2 separate regions of the Macaca mulatta genome follow, and region 1 is linked to region 2. The links are chromatin contacts, called in public Hi-C maps. All regions are on one chromosome and are shown on one strand. The core of a region is the stretch at or near the end of the contact, and the rest is flanking DNA. Distances in the headings are between cores, read along the strand shown. Region 1 holds the start of LOC144330202. Region 2 holds the start of ARHGAP5 (Rho GTPase activating protein 5).

Region 1 (6,408 bases), core at 2,939-5,438, 120 kb before region 2:
CAATGCAGAAACATAGCAGATGTCACAACTAGTTCAAAAGAGAAATTTAAAAATTACGTGTAATAAAGGAAGGTTGAATGTGCAAATGGAAGCAAAACTGGGTTCCTCCACAGTGGTGAAGAGAAGTCAATTGAACTTCCAGTCAGGAGAGAATTTGCACAGCTATAAACAGAAAGTATTAACTGCCATGAGTTATCTACAATCTACAGAGTTGTAAAATAGCTTCCATAGAATGGGAATCAGATTTTGTTTTTTCCAAACAATTCAGTTTTCTACCTGGGCACTAGTTTTTTTCCATACAAATAACATCTATTTGTAAATAACATTTTTCCGAAATGTTATTTCAGAAAAGAGGATGAGTGTATATAGAGTTAAATTTATAGTAATTACAATAAATTAAGAAGTTCCTCTCTGACATGGTTTTTTCCCTACCAAAAAAACAGAACATGAGGTTTATCTTCTACACATTAGGGAACTGGTTGCCGTGAAAGGGCTCCAAGCACCAAAATATCTCACATCAGCTTCACCAGAGTGACTTTCTCATTTCATTAAAAGTAGCCATTACAATACAGATAGGTCGTATGGGTGATATGCCAGATGGTCCTCTGAATACATTGGCATAGGTCAATCCTCTGGAAACTGTAAGAAGTTGGGTCTGGGAATCTATCACTAAGAAAGCTTGAGAAATACTATTCTAGTATACTTTAGTTTGTGGAGTTAGTTAGCAGAGCCCTGAAGAAATAAAGCCCAGACTGGTGTGTCTTTAAATATCCTTGCCATTGTAAGTGGGACATTTAGGAGGAGTCTTGGGGAGCCAGTGGGTGCATTATGAGGGAAGGAAGTGTGGCCATAAAAGGAAGCCAATAGCAAAGAAAGCGGCCTGGTGGTGAACTTGAAACAAGCTTCACCTGATGTAGTGTGTCTCATGGAAAACAAAGAAGACAGAAAAGAAAGAAGGGTGCTGACAAGCCCAAAGAAGATCTTACAAAGGCTGAGAGCTCACAGGAGGCATGGAGAGAAACAGAGAAGCAGAGAGAGAATGCAAAAAGATATCTCACAGACACTCTGGCAATTAAATCAGAATCTCTTGCCAGGCACAGTGGTGTGCACCTGAAAGCCCAGCTACTTGAGAGGCTGAGGCAGGAGGATCACTTGAACCCAGGAGTTCCAGAGCAGCCTAAGCAACATAGTGAAGACCCTGTCTAAAAACAACAAAGCCAGAATCTCCAGGGGAGGACTCAGTCACTTGTATTTTTAAAAGCTCTTGTGATTGCAACCTGCCGACCAGGTTGAACCTTTGTTCCCCACCTGGAGTTCACCAATTTCACACCAGGTGACGCTGGTCATTGATGCTGTGGTTCTAAATGACTCATCTGTTCCTTGCTAAAGAGGATGTGAGGATTTAGGATGAGTTTCTTCTTCTTTTTAATTAGAGCAAAATTCCTGAAGAGGAAATGACCTGTGGTTTTTTACTTTCAATTGTGTCACATCACTGAATGTGCCCTTTCTGTGAGTAAAAAGAAAAAGAACAAGGTCAGCTTTCTATATAGTGTGTGCTGTTTTGTTGCAGTCAAATGAGCAGAACTCAGAAACATAATTGTAAAATGGCAGGCTTTATCTTTTTCTTTGTAGTTTACTGCAAATAGTATGACCTCGTAATACTACAAGTGGTGCAGTAAAAAGAGCAATGAATTTGGCATAAGAAGATGGTAGGACCAGTGGCCAATCTTGCCCAAGGAGGTCACTACACTTATATCAGCCTCAGTTTCCTCTTCCAAAAAATAAGATACATCTCTTTGGATCTAAAATGTCATTGATTGCGAAATGCACCATAGTTTTACATGTCACAAAGAAAAGGTAGTTGTTTTATTTCAGTTAATGTAAATAATGAAAATTATGTTTATTGATGAGTTCAAATGTTCCAGAATATAAAAATAAAACATTTGTCTCATTGAAAAAATCCTTTAATTTCTTAAAGCCAATTTGTTAATAATGCCTATTAAGCAAGGCTCATGGTGAGGGTGGGGGGCCAGAGCGCGGTGACTCACGCCTGTAATCCCAGCACCTTGGGAAGCCGAGACGGATGAATCACCTGAGGTCAGGAGTTCGAGACCAGCCTGGCCAACATGGTGAAACCCCGTCTCTGCTAAAAATACATAGACGGGGTATGGTGGCACAGGCCTGTAGTCCCAGCTACTTGGGAAGGTGAGGCACGAGAATCACTTGAACCTGGGAGGCGGAGGTTGAAGTGAGCCGAGATCACACCACTGCACTCCTGCCTGGTTGACAGAGTGAGGCTCCCGTCTCAAAAAAAAACTCATCCTTCTCAAATGAGTCAAATCATACAAAATATTATTTACTTAAATAGCCACCTACCTCATAAATTTCCTATAAAGATTTGATAAAGAACACTATTTCCTCCTAAAAAAAAAGTGATTGGAAATTCATACATACTTAACCGCGGGTACTAATACCAGAGTTGTTTTTCTCAAAATGCAAATACGGGATCTTAAATAGTTTTGAGTTTAGCAGAAGCCAATAGGGTTTTAATGTTGCAAGTGTGCAGTGTGAAGACATGCTGAACTCAAAAATGTTTAAGATCTCCTATTTGCATTTGGCAAAAACAACTTTAATCTAGCCTAAGAAAAGTAATTTCCTAGAACAAGTAACCCAACAACTATGGAAAGCACCTGGTCATAGGATCAAATGATCCAGAGACTCAAGTGGTATCAACACTCTTTCCTAATTTATTTCCCTGATCTTATTATTCTCTCAATCTCTCCCAGGGGATACAGAACTTAGCCACCATAGGCCATGGGGTTACATCCTTATAACTCACAAACTCACAATGTTTGTTTATAAACATTGGTTAATGGGTACAAAGCTACAATTAAAGAAGAGGGAAAAAATTCTGATATTCTATTGCACAGTAGGGTGAAGACGGTTAACAGTAAAATTTTGTATACCACAAAATAACTAGAAGAGAGGCTACTGAATGTTCTCACCACAGAGAAAGGATAAATGCATGAGATGGTGGATACATTACCCTGGTTGGATCGTTATACAACATAGATATGTATCGAAACATCAAATTGCACCCCGTAAATATGTACAATTACAATGTGTCCTCAAAACAAAACAAAAAGCAAGCAAACCACCAGACCAGACCTTCTACTTGGATATTGTTCATGGGTGTATCCTAAAACCATTAAAGGAAAGATTTCTGGGAAACTTTATAGTGTGAGGGGTCAGACGGCTGACCACCTGCACCCACAGGTTAGGGGTAGGCATCACTCACACCGGGACAGCCAGCAGATACACGACTCTCGCTGAGGTGCAGTAAGCACACACCCTACCACTGTTTGAAGCCGTGCGGGCTTCAAAACAAAACACAACACAACTGAACCAGAATCGAATGAGTCCATCACCCCTAACTATAAATTTTCAAGAAACATGGAGGCTAGAGAAACAAGTTAAACGACACTATCCGTAAGTAATGGGCCAAATCCCAAGATCTGTGACATTCCACAGGGCAAATATCCCTCAGTATATGAATGACATGAAGAAAAACGAGGCGAGGGCAATTAGAGGACAACAGAGACCCAGGGTGGTAGCAACCAAATACAACGTGGGACCTTGTTTGAATCTTTGTGACAATTCGACTGTAATAAGGAATTTCTGAAATAAGGAAATTTGAAAGTAGACTGAATATTAGGTGCCATTAAGGAATTAACTTTTCTAGGTGTGATAATGGTAGGTTAATTACTTTTTTAAAAAGAATTACTCGTCAGAGGAAGTTTATGGTGAAACGACCTGTTCTAAAGGTGTCGCGCCGACCCCGGGCCGGCCCTCCCGGTGCCGCAGGAGCCTCGTTATCACGGTGTCTCCAGCTCGCCTGGGCGCTGGACCCCGCCGCGCGGTCCGAGGCGGCCGCAGCGTTGGTAGCTCCCGGCATGCTCCGCGGGCTGAGCTCCACGGCAAGAGAATTCAAAGCCCCGGGCCTGGGTTCCACGCGGGGCCCCTTACCCAAGGTGCCCCGGGCGCTCATTTGCATGTCCCACCCAACAGGTAAACCTGACAGGTCAGTCGCGGCCGGGTACGGCCTGGCGGTCAGAGCACCAAACGTACGAGCCTTGTGATGCGGTTCCATTGCATGAAATTCTCCTAAAGGCCCCAAGATGAACGGGAAAGCGCGCGGTTCGCTCACCGTAACTAAAACAGGTGAGAGACTCCCGTGCCTTATAAGGCCTGTGGACGGAGACAATTGCGTGCTCGCTTCGGCAGCACATATACTAAAATTGGAACGATACAGAGAAGATTAGCATGGCCCCTGCGCAAGGATGACACGCAAATTCGTGAAGCGTTCCATATTTTCGCGGTTCACGAAGGTTGCTGGACAAGACACGGTGGTGTTTGTGGAGGCTGTTCAAGATTTCTCTGGACCTGCATTTTCCTGCTCGCGGACTTAGCCTAGTGGACATCTACGACGCTGTCTGGGCCTCCCACCGGTTCTGTCTCCCGGTGGGCTCCCTTCCTCCACAGCCTCCATCTTCAAGGCGCCCAGTCACGTTACTATTAAGTTACCCAGGTGATCCTCCTATCTGCATCCAAATACTTGTTTTCATTGAGTAAAATATGCTTTCAGGCTGGGCAATGAACATTCCTCCTAATCGAATTTCCCATCACAGAATCTGTCCGATTTATGTAAACCGGCCTTTCTAAGTACTTCTTAGAGGATACATGAAAACAGAAGACTCGTGAAAACAGATCCAGAATGGCCTTGCTACTTGTGGCCAGTATTCAAATGGGTCCTGGAGCTCTTAAATCTATAGGCAAAGGCCAACATTGACCTCCAATAATACCAGTCCTTAGTAGCATTCCTTTCCTTTGTGCAGCTCGCAGTCTAAGAGAAAAAGGATGTAAGCACTCAGGTCTAAAATGATGGAGAATGGCACAAAGTAGGCGCCAGAAATGAGCGCTAACGTTTCCTTCCTTTAGTAGAGATTTATTAGTTTAGGAAAGATTTAGTAAGGAGTCATTGAACAATTCATATGCCAGGTGGTCTTCTATTGAACAAAAGCCAAACAAGCTGGGGCTCTGGAGTTTGTGTTGTTTGGGGAGACAAGACCGTAAGTCTATTTCAGAATGAAAAGTTCAATGAAGAAGGCACAAGGTGACCTTTCTCCATTTCCAAAATGCGCATTAACGATATATTCGCACACGACATTCCACGGGTGACTCTGCTCCCTTCCCACTTCATAGATCTCCTTACACAAGTTTTTTGTAATGAAAACCACAATTTCGTCATTGGGTGCCACCCATTTTTGCTTAGATTCACACTATTTCCTTAGTGCTAGTTAGCAGATATTGAAATGATTATCGAAGACTACGCAAAAATATGGAACGCTTCACAGCGTTCCATATTTGCGTGTCATCCTTGCGCAGGGGCCATGCTAATCTTCTCTGTATCGTTCCAATTTTAGTATATGTGCTGCCGAAGCGAGCACGCAATTGTCTCCGTCCACAGGCCTTATAAGGCACGGGAGTCTCTCACCTGTTTTAGTTACGGTGAGCGAACCGCGCGCTTTCCCGTTCATCTTGGGGCCTTTAGGAGAATTTCATGCAATAGAACCGCATCACAAGGCTCGTAAGTTTGGTGCTCTGACCGCCAGGCCGTACTCGGCCGCGACTGACCTGTAGGTTTGCCTGTTGGGTGGGACATGCAAATGAGCGCCCGGGGCACCTTGGGTAAGGGGCCCCGCGTGGGACCCAGGCCCGGGGCTTTGAGTTCTCTTGCTGCGGAGCTCAGCCTGCGGAGCATGCTGGGAGCCTGGCAGTCCGTGCGGCAGCAGTGGAGCGCGGAGGACCGCGCCGGTCTGGAGCGCTTGGCGTCTCTCCGAAGCCTCTCTGGGAGCTAGGGAGGCGGCTGGCCCGCTAGGTCACTAGGTCCAGCAGGGGTCCTCCCCAAAACATGGAAATTTTCACCGATATTTCGCCAGTGACACTGGGGCCTTGTGCCAACAGACTTTGCCGAAGTGAGCCCAGAGTTCAACTCTCTGGGAGAGTCCTTACAACGACTCGACCACTCAGTTCTGGAGCGGTCGGCACCACGTTCTAAGCTGCCGTGGACTACACTGGCATCTGCGTGACTGTCTCCTGCCGGTGTGCACAGGCGCCCGTCGGGTCGGGAGCTGAGGACTTGGACAGGGCGGCCACACCGCTCTAGTACAGCAACTCCTCCGTCCATTCTGCGCAGGGGCCTCTGGGGTCAGGGGACGGAGGAGCCCGGGCGAGTAGCCACGCCCCTTCACAGGTGTCTTCCCTCGACCGCTACTTTCGCCCCTGGCAGCCAAACACAGGAACGCTGAAAAACAGGCTGAGAGGTGAATTTGAGGAATTACATCGTTC
Region 2 (6,325 bases), core at 3,251-5,750:
CCGGGTTCACACCACATTCTACTGCCTCAGCCTCCCGAATAGCTGGGACTACACATTTTTATCTTATATTTTCTTCCCATCTGCTAATCTGTCCTCTACTTATCTGTGCTTTCAGTCCACACTGTCATTAACTTACCTAAATGTCTTTTTCCCCCTTCACTACCCCAATTGTGTGCTACTTCCAAGTAATACTTCCTTTAGCTAAATATCTTTCTACTAACCTTTAAATCAGTATGTAATCCAAGTAATACTTCCTTTAGCTAAATTCCCTTCTACTAACTTTTAAATCAGTATGTATTTCCCTGTATATACCTCAAATTCTTAAAGTGTCATGCTCGCTGTCTCTCCACAAAAGTTAAAAGATCTTTTAAGGGAGTAATATTTTATACTTTTTGTATCACTCAGTGCCTCGCTGCTCAATAAAATATTGGTCAGGGATAATAAAACAAGCTAAGGCTAATCTAACACTAGAAAAATGAATATCTATTTTTACCATTAACTCTTCATGATGAAAAGCTTGAGACTCTAAGCAAGTGACATACTAGTCAAATTTTAACCATGAAATTACGAGGTTATGCTCTTTTTCCCAAGTAATAATTCTACGAAGTAAAACATACATATATGACCAAGCATTAACAATCTGTTTCATTTCACTGCAAATCTAAGTATTGTAGACAGCTTCCAAAACACAGTAGGGGGAAAAAAAAAAGGTTATCCTTTTTGGTTCTCTCTTACATCTAAACTCCTACTTGCAATTAAAACTCAAAATGTTTCTTCTTCTATGAAGGATTCCCAGAGGTCCTGAGAAAAACAGGCATTCTTTTTTCTTCACATCTTAATACTTTTAACTATTTACTCCTTTACACAGCTTGAGCTATTATACCTGTATCTAATTTATCTTGGTAATTCCAGGGTTGGCACATAGTAAGCGCTAAATAAAAGTAATCTGAACTAATGAATAACAAATCAGAGACTTAAAAAAAGTTAATGTAGATGGTTTTTTTTTTTTTAGGGGCTTTTTCTTAAACTTTAAGTTCAGGGGGACACGTGCAGTTTGTTATAAAGGTAAACTCATGTCAAGGGGGTTTGTTGTTACCCAGGTATTAAGCCTAGTACCCATTAGCTATTTTTCTTATATTTAAATAATAAATATTTTTCTTATATTTAAGTTAAATATTCTTATATTTAAATACAATACATTTAATACATAAAAACAAAAGCTGTCCTGGTTTGGGAGGGTGGGTTGTCATAGGAAGTCTCAAGGAATCTAGGAAAAAACCCACAGGAATCCAAGGAACAGAGTTTGAAAACCAATTAAAGTTCGTACTTAAAATTCTTAGCATTGAAGCGTTTTTCTTAATTTCTAATATGGTTTTTCCTACTTCAATAAAATGATCGACAAAAGCCTGCACTTAAGAGCCTGATTACTCAAATTACTGAATGATGAATCACTTTATTGATGTTTCTTCACAGTTCTTTTAGAAATTAAATTCCCTTGGTGTACTGTAAATATATATTACAAGTATCTTTTAGAGACATAGACATCACTAAAACAGAACATTGTACAATGCTTCTTCAGCCAATTATATTACTGCACACCTTCTTGGTATGCAAAGAAAAAACTGCGGACCATACAACCCAAATAAATAGTTCTTAAAATAGTATCTGTGGAAACTAGAGTTGTGACAAAACTTATTCTGTAGCTACCAAGAAAATCTCTATTATGCCATTTCATATTTAAGAAGTGATCACTAAAGGCCAACACTCATCTTACATCCTGCTAATGATGGAAAAGTTTAGTAAAGTCTTTATGAGACCTTTTTCTTCAATTAAAAAAGTGAGTTAGAAAACTTATTATAAGCTGTATCGCTACTTCAAATCCAAAAATGGAATGCAAATACAATATTCATTCCTTAAATAATCTTACCTTTCAAGGTCAAAATAACTCTCCAAAAAAATGTGCTAATACGCTTTTCAAACACAAGTAAGAAGGGAAGACGGTTTTCAAAACACTTAAGTATTTTGTGACATAATTAAGGTAATAATTTTGGAACACATTTTAAAAATTGCTAAGGTCGTTTAAATGGGGAGGGGCACTACAAAACTCATAAAGATAACAGAATTCTGCCACAATTCTTACATCAAAGGGTAACCCACTTCACTCCCCAGTACTCTTAATAATTAATGCACAGAGAATGGCAAAATAAGACATGTTGATCTGGGTTTAAAAACGTAGCCTACACAAGACAACCAAATCAATAGTTATTTAATCATCTGTACCGTCTGATTCCACTTTAAGTCAATTAGATCAATAGTGCTATTTCTTGAAAGTTACAAGCATAGGTATGCGCAGCCTTTCACTCCAGTGTGTTTAGTCATAAATTGCTCCAGTATCTTTGCAAGTTTTTGGTGACACATACTTACCACTCTTTGTACTATAGATAAAGGTAATGGAGGTCAATTAGTATACAAAGGATAGATGAAAGCAAAAAATGAGAAAGGAATTTAAAATGAAAGCAAAATCTTACTCAGAAAACTGTCCAGTAGGTTACCTATACGGTTAGTATGGTTATCTACAAACACTGAATAAGAATACCGTTTTATGGTATTAAAGTACAAATAAACTGGAATTAACAGCAAAAGGTTTCATTAACATATTTTTAAACCAAACATTATTCCAAATGTTGCATCTAGATGAAATTTTTGTTAGGAGAACCATTTTAAATGGAAATGTAGAGCAATCTCCCATGAAGTGAACCAGATCCTTCAGGCGGATAAACACCACCTAACACCTAACTGTTCTAACTGAATACTGGTTCTGGACTTAAGAGGAACTGACAAACTCGACCCCCCCCACCACCCGCCACCTGTAGAAGGCAACATAAGCAAGTACTAGTAAATACAGCGAAGCATTTTGCTGTTTTACACCTGAATATTTTTTTTTAAATTCAGTTTCCCACCTATCACAAAGGAAAAAGTAAATGATCGATGAGAATTTAAACTTAAAACGTGAGCACAAACCCATCTATATGCCTATCTTGCTCTGTCTCAAAATATTTGAATTCCCATTTATTAAGCTATGGCCAAATCCGAATTTCTATCACATGGTAGAAGTATAAGCGTCTCCCCTACAACTTTCTCGGGATTTTACTAAATGTCCTAATAACAGTTTGCCCTTACTTCCGTGCACCTTTCAACCTCAGCTACCCCCGTGCCTTCAGCTCTCCTGCATTTCTAATAACGCTGGAGAGGGAGGGTGAGAGGGAGTATTTCTGTGTGGATAAGTGCGCGCGCGCTCCCGCGCGGCTCCCCACCCCCACCCCGATACTTTTCTTTAGTGGAAAGAGAAGAAGAATCTGGAGGTTATTCTAGCGAAAACTCAGTATCAAAGCCTCAACCCAGTCGCAGTCAGCCCATAGGACTCTGGGCTCTGGTTGCGCAGTACAACTTCTCAGATCTTACTCCAAGCTTCAAAGCGGATGGAAAATTGGTGAAGAGAACCCAGGGAGGAGTCGGGGAGATGAGGGAAAGTGAAAGGGCCGATCCCCCTACAAGGCGTTTAAGTTTGCAACCGAGACTGTTTCTGAGAATCTCCACCCGCCCCGTGTACCCCCTTCCAGGTGGAACTCGTTAACAGCAGCAACCCGGCCAACGGACACCGCCACCTCCCCTCCCGATGGACCACCCGAGACCCGAGCAAGTGAGGCGACGGGCGAGAGCGGACGCCTGGCGGGGCCGGCGATCCCCGGCCAGCACCAGGCCTCCGCCGACCCTGGCCCCGTCACCTGTGGAGAAAGCACCCCCTCCCCCGGCCTCTCTGCCCTTCACGCCGACCGTATCCCTAACGCTGCAGCTGCTGCCCGCCCGGCCTGCGAAAACCGAATGCAACGCCAGGCTCCCCTCGGCGGCCGCGGGGCCCCAGCCCCTTCAACTGGTTACAACCGGCAGCGGCGACCGAGCGGGGCAGCTAGCCGCAGGAGGGTCCCCGTCTGGGAGGGGGCAGGCAGGCTCGGAGGAGCGGGAGCCGCAAGGTCCTACCTAACAACGTCGGTCTCCTCGGTCTCCACCTCAACGGCAGCGGCCCCGGCGGTGGCGGCGGCAGCGACATTCCTGGGGAGCGCTCCCGCCGCCGCCACCTCCTCCTCCACTCTCCGCTCGCCTCTCTTCCCCGGCGCGTTCACCGAGCGGCGCGTCCCTTCAGCCACCTCCCCCCGCCCTCCCCGACACACACGCCCCGAAACCCTGAGCCCCACGGCTCCCGCAGCCAGCTCACCCACCCTTCTTCCCTCCCTCCCGCCACCAGCCTTGGCCCCGTCCCTCCCCCCTTCCCCAGCGCCCGCCGCCGCGCCGGGCTCAGTAATGGCGGCCACTCGGGCTCCCTCGCGCTGACGGATTTCTCTCCCTCTCTCCCCGAACTTTACCTCAGCATCTCTCCCGGCGCGCGCAGCCACACACCCGACCGGGGGCGGAGCGGCGGCGCAGCCTGCTCGGGACGCGCGCGCGCGCGCACCCGCGCTGCCGGCCCCACAATCCCCCGCCCCCGCCCCCTCACCTCGCGACACCTCCCGCGCCGCGCGCCCGGCACGGCCCCGCCCCTGCCCTCGTCTCCCGGGAGCCTGGGAAGGCGCGAGCGATCCAGTCGGAGGGAGGGGGCGAGCGCGCGGGACCGCGTCCTCGCTCGCGTCCCCGCTCCCTCCTCCCCTCTGCTTCCCCCTCCTCTCCGCTCCCCCATTGGCTTCTGCCCCTCCCCCTTCTTCCTCCGCCTCTCCCACCATTGGTTCCCTCTCCTACTCCATTCCTTCTCACCTTTTCCCTTTTACCCATTGGCGTGAGTATTTTTCCTCAGCTTCCCTCTTTCTCCGTATTCCGTTCCTCCTCAGTCCCATCCTCCACGCTTTGGAAGCTGCTGCCTTGCTGCCCGGAGCGCCGTCGTCCCCGAACCTCCCCTGCTTTCTCCCTTTCCTTCTGTTCCGGTTTCTGGTCGTAACTCAGGAGCAAACCACCGTACTGCAAAGGAACCAGATATTGTGCTCGCGGTTTCAAACCGGGCATGGGCACCGAATGCTTCTCGATAAATCCCCTTACGGTCTCTGAGCATTAGAGAATGCAAGGGAGGAAAACATGCGCCCAAGCTGGTTCGCAGGAACATGCTCGCGTGTCTCCGCCTGTGTGCGCGGCCAGTTTTCTGGCTGAGGATCGCTTGCCAACTACAGACATCACCCGCCCAGGACCCGGTGCCACACTCACCCAGAAGACGAAACTCCACAGGAGCGAGAAAAGGAGTCCATTTCTCCGCCGGCACCACGCGGGGATGCAGGCCCCTGATTCAGTACGTTCTGTGGAAGTGGAGCGAGAAGCCAAGACTTGGGGCGGGTCTCAGGGTGGCCCAAAAGACCCTGTTCACGCCACTACCAGCCTAACTTTAGGAACTGTCGGCCACCTGGCTTTTATTATACCGCCTTAAACATACTTTGAGACTCTAGAAATTTCACAAGTCTCGAGATAGAGCACACTGGGCTTTGGGTGTGTTTCTCATGAGGGCACTGGCGCTGAATGGTGCAGTGAGAAAGGACGGTCGAAACCACTGCCTTTGCTTTTACCATTGAAGAAACTGAGGTCCTGTGACTTTCCCGAGGTCATCGGAATCTGCCTTACACAGGAGACTTAAAATAGTTGCCAGCAGATAAAAGAATGAGCAAAACCACATCTACTCCAATTTGTTAAGTCTAAAAGAAAGTAATTGAGGGGGGATTCCTCTTTGGGGAAAGATTTATTTCCTGCATTGAAAATAGTTTATTGTTAGTAAACATATAAAAAGTATTTTAAATTCAAGTTATTCTTTATTTTTTACGTTACATAAGGTAATGAAGTTAGCCAAGGTTGCTTTTTAGTGTTATAATGATGCAGCTGCTGCCAACCAGAAGTACATTTACGGTCTGTCAGTAAAGAAAACAAAAACTGCCTGTTGGTAAAAATCTGTTAGAAAATATTTGTCAGTAAATCTGTCACAATATTCCAGCAGAAGTTCTGTTTGTTTTTCCGTCCTTCTGCCCCTGTTCATATTTCTCAAAGGTAAACTTAATAAAGGTAGAAGAGACATTTCTAATTTTTCTATATATCTCTTGCTCCCTAATTTCTAAAAGGCATGACTAAAATCCCTTATTCGAGCATCTGAATCCTCCCTACCAAGTAGGTTAAGAGTAGGTTAGGTAAGGTCTGTAGCTACTTCTTTCTTTCAGTTACAAATTGTAGGTGGGAAAGAAGGGTACGGAAAGAAACTTGCAATGAAAGTAAACAGAAAAAAGTAAAAAAGGAGAGAAGGGAA

What was found. A called contact is a pair of places that touch in the nucleus more often than the background predicts.
Region 1: a contact with region 2 is called in a Hi-C map of fetal cortical plate, with 4 times the contacts expected there. The contact joins the promoter of LOC144330202 here to the promoter of ARHGAP5 in region 2. A contact is called at or near these places in 4 of 14 Hi-C or Micro-C datasets (CD4 T cells, fetal cortex germinal zone, fetal cortical plate and 1 more).

The regions. Positions count from the first base shown.
Region 1 is chr7:105,297,807-105,304,214 of T2T-MMU8v2.0, reverse strand. LOC144330202 reads right to left here and starts at 4,188. Exons shown (of 2, transcript XM_077940884.1): 1 at 3,814-4,188. The coding sequence starts at 4,150. It overlaps LOC114679738 (U6 spliceosomal RNA), which reads left to right and starts at 4,269; the gene lies at 4,269-4,375. It also overlaps the pseudogene LOC114680083.
Region 2 is chr7:105,177,658-105,183,982 of T2T-MMU8v2.0, reverse strand. It overlaps ARHGAP5 (Rho GTPase activating protein 5), which reads right to left and starts at 4,500. Exons shown (of 7, transcript NM_001198663.2): 1 at 4,422-4,500.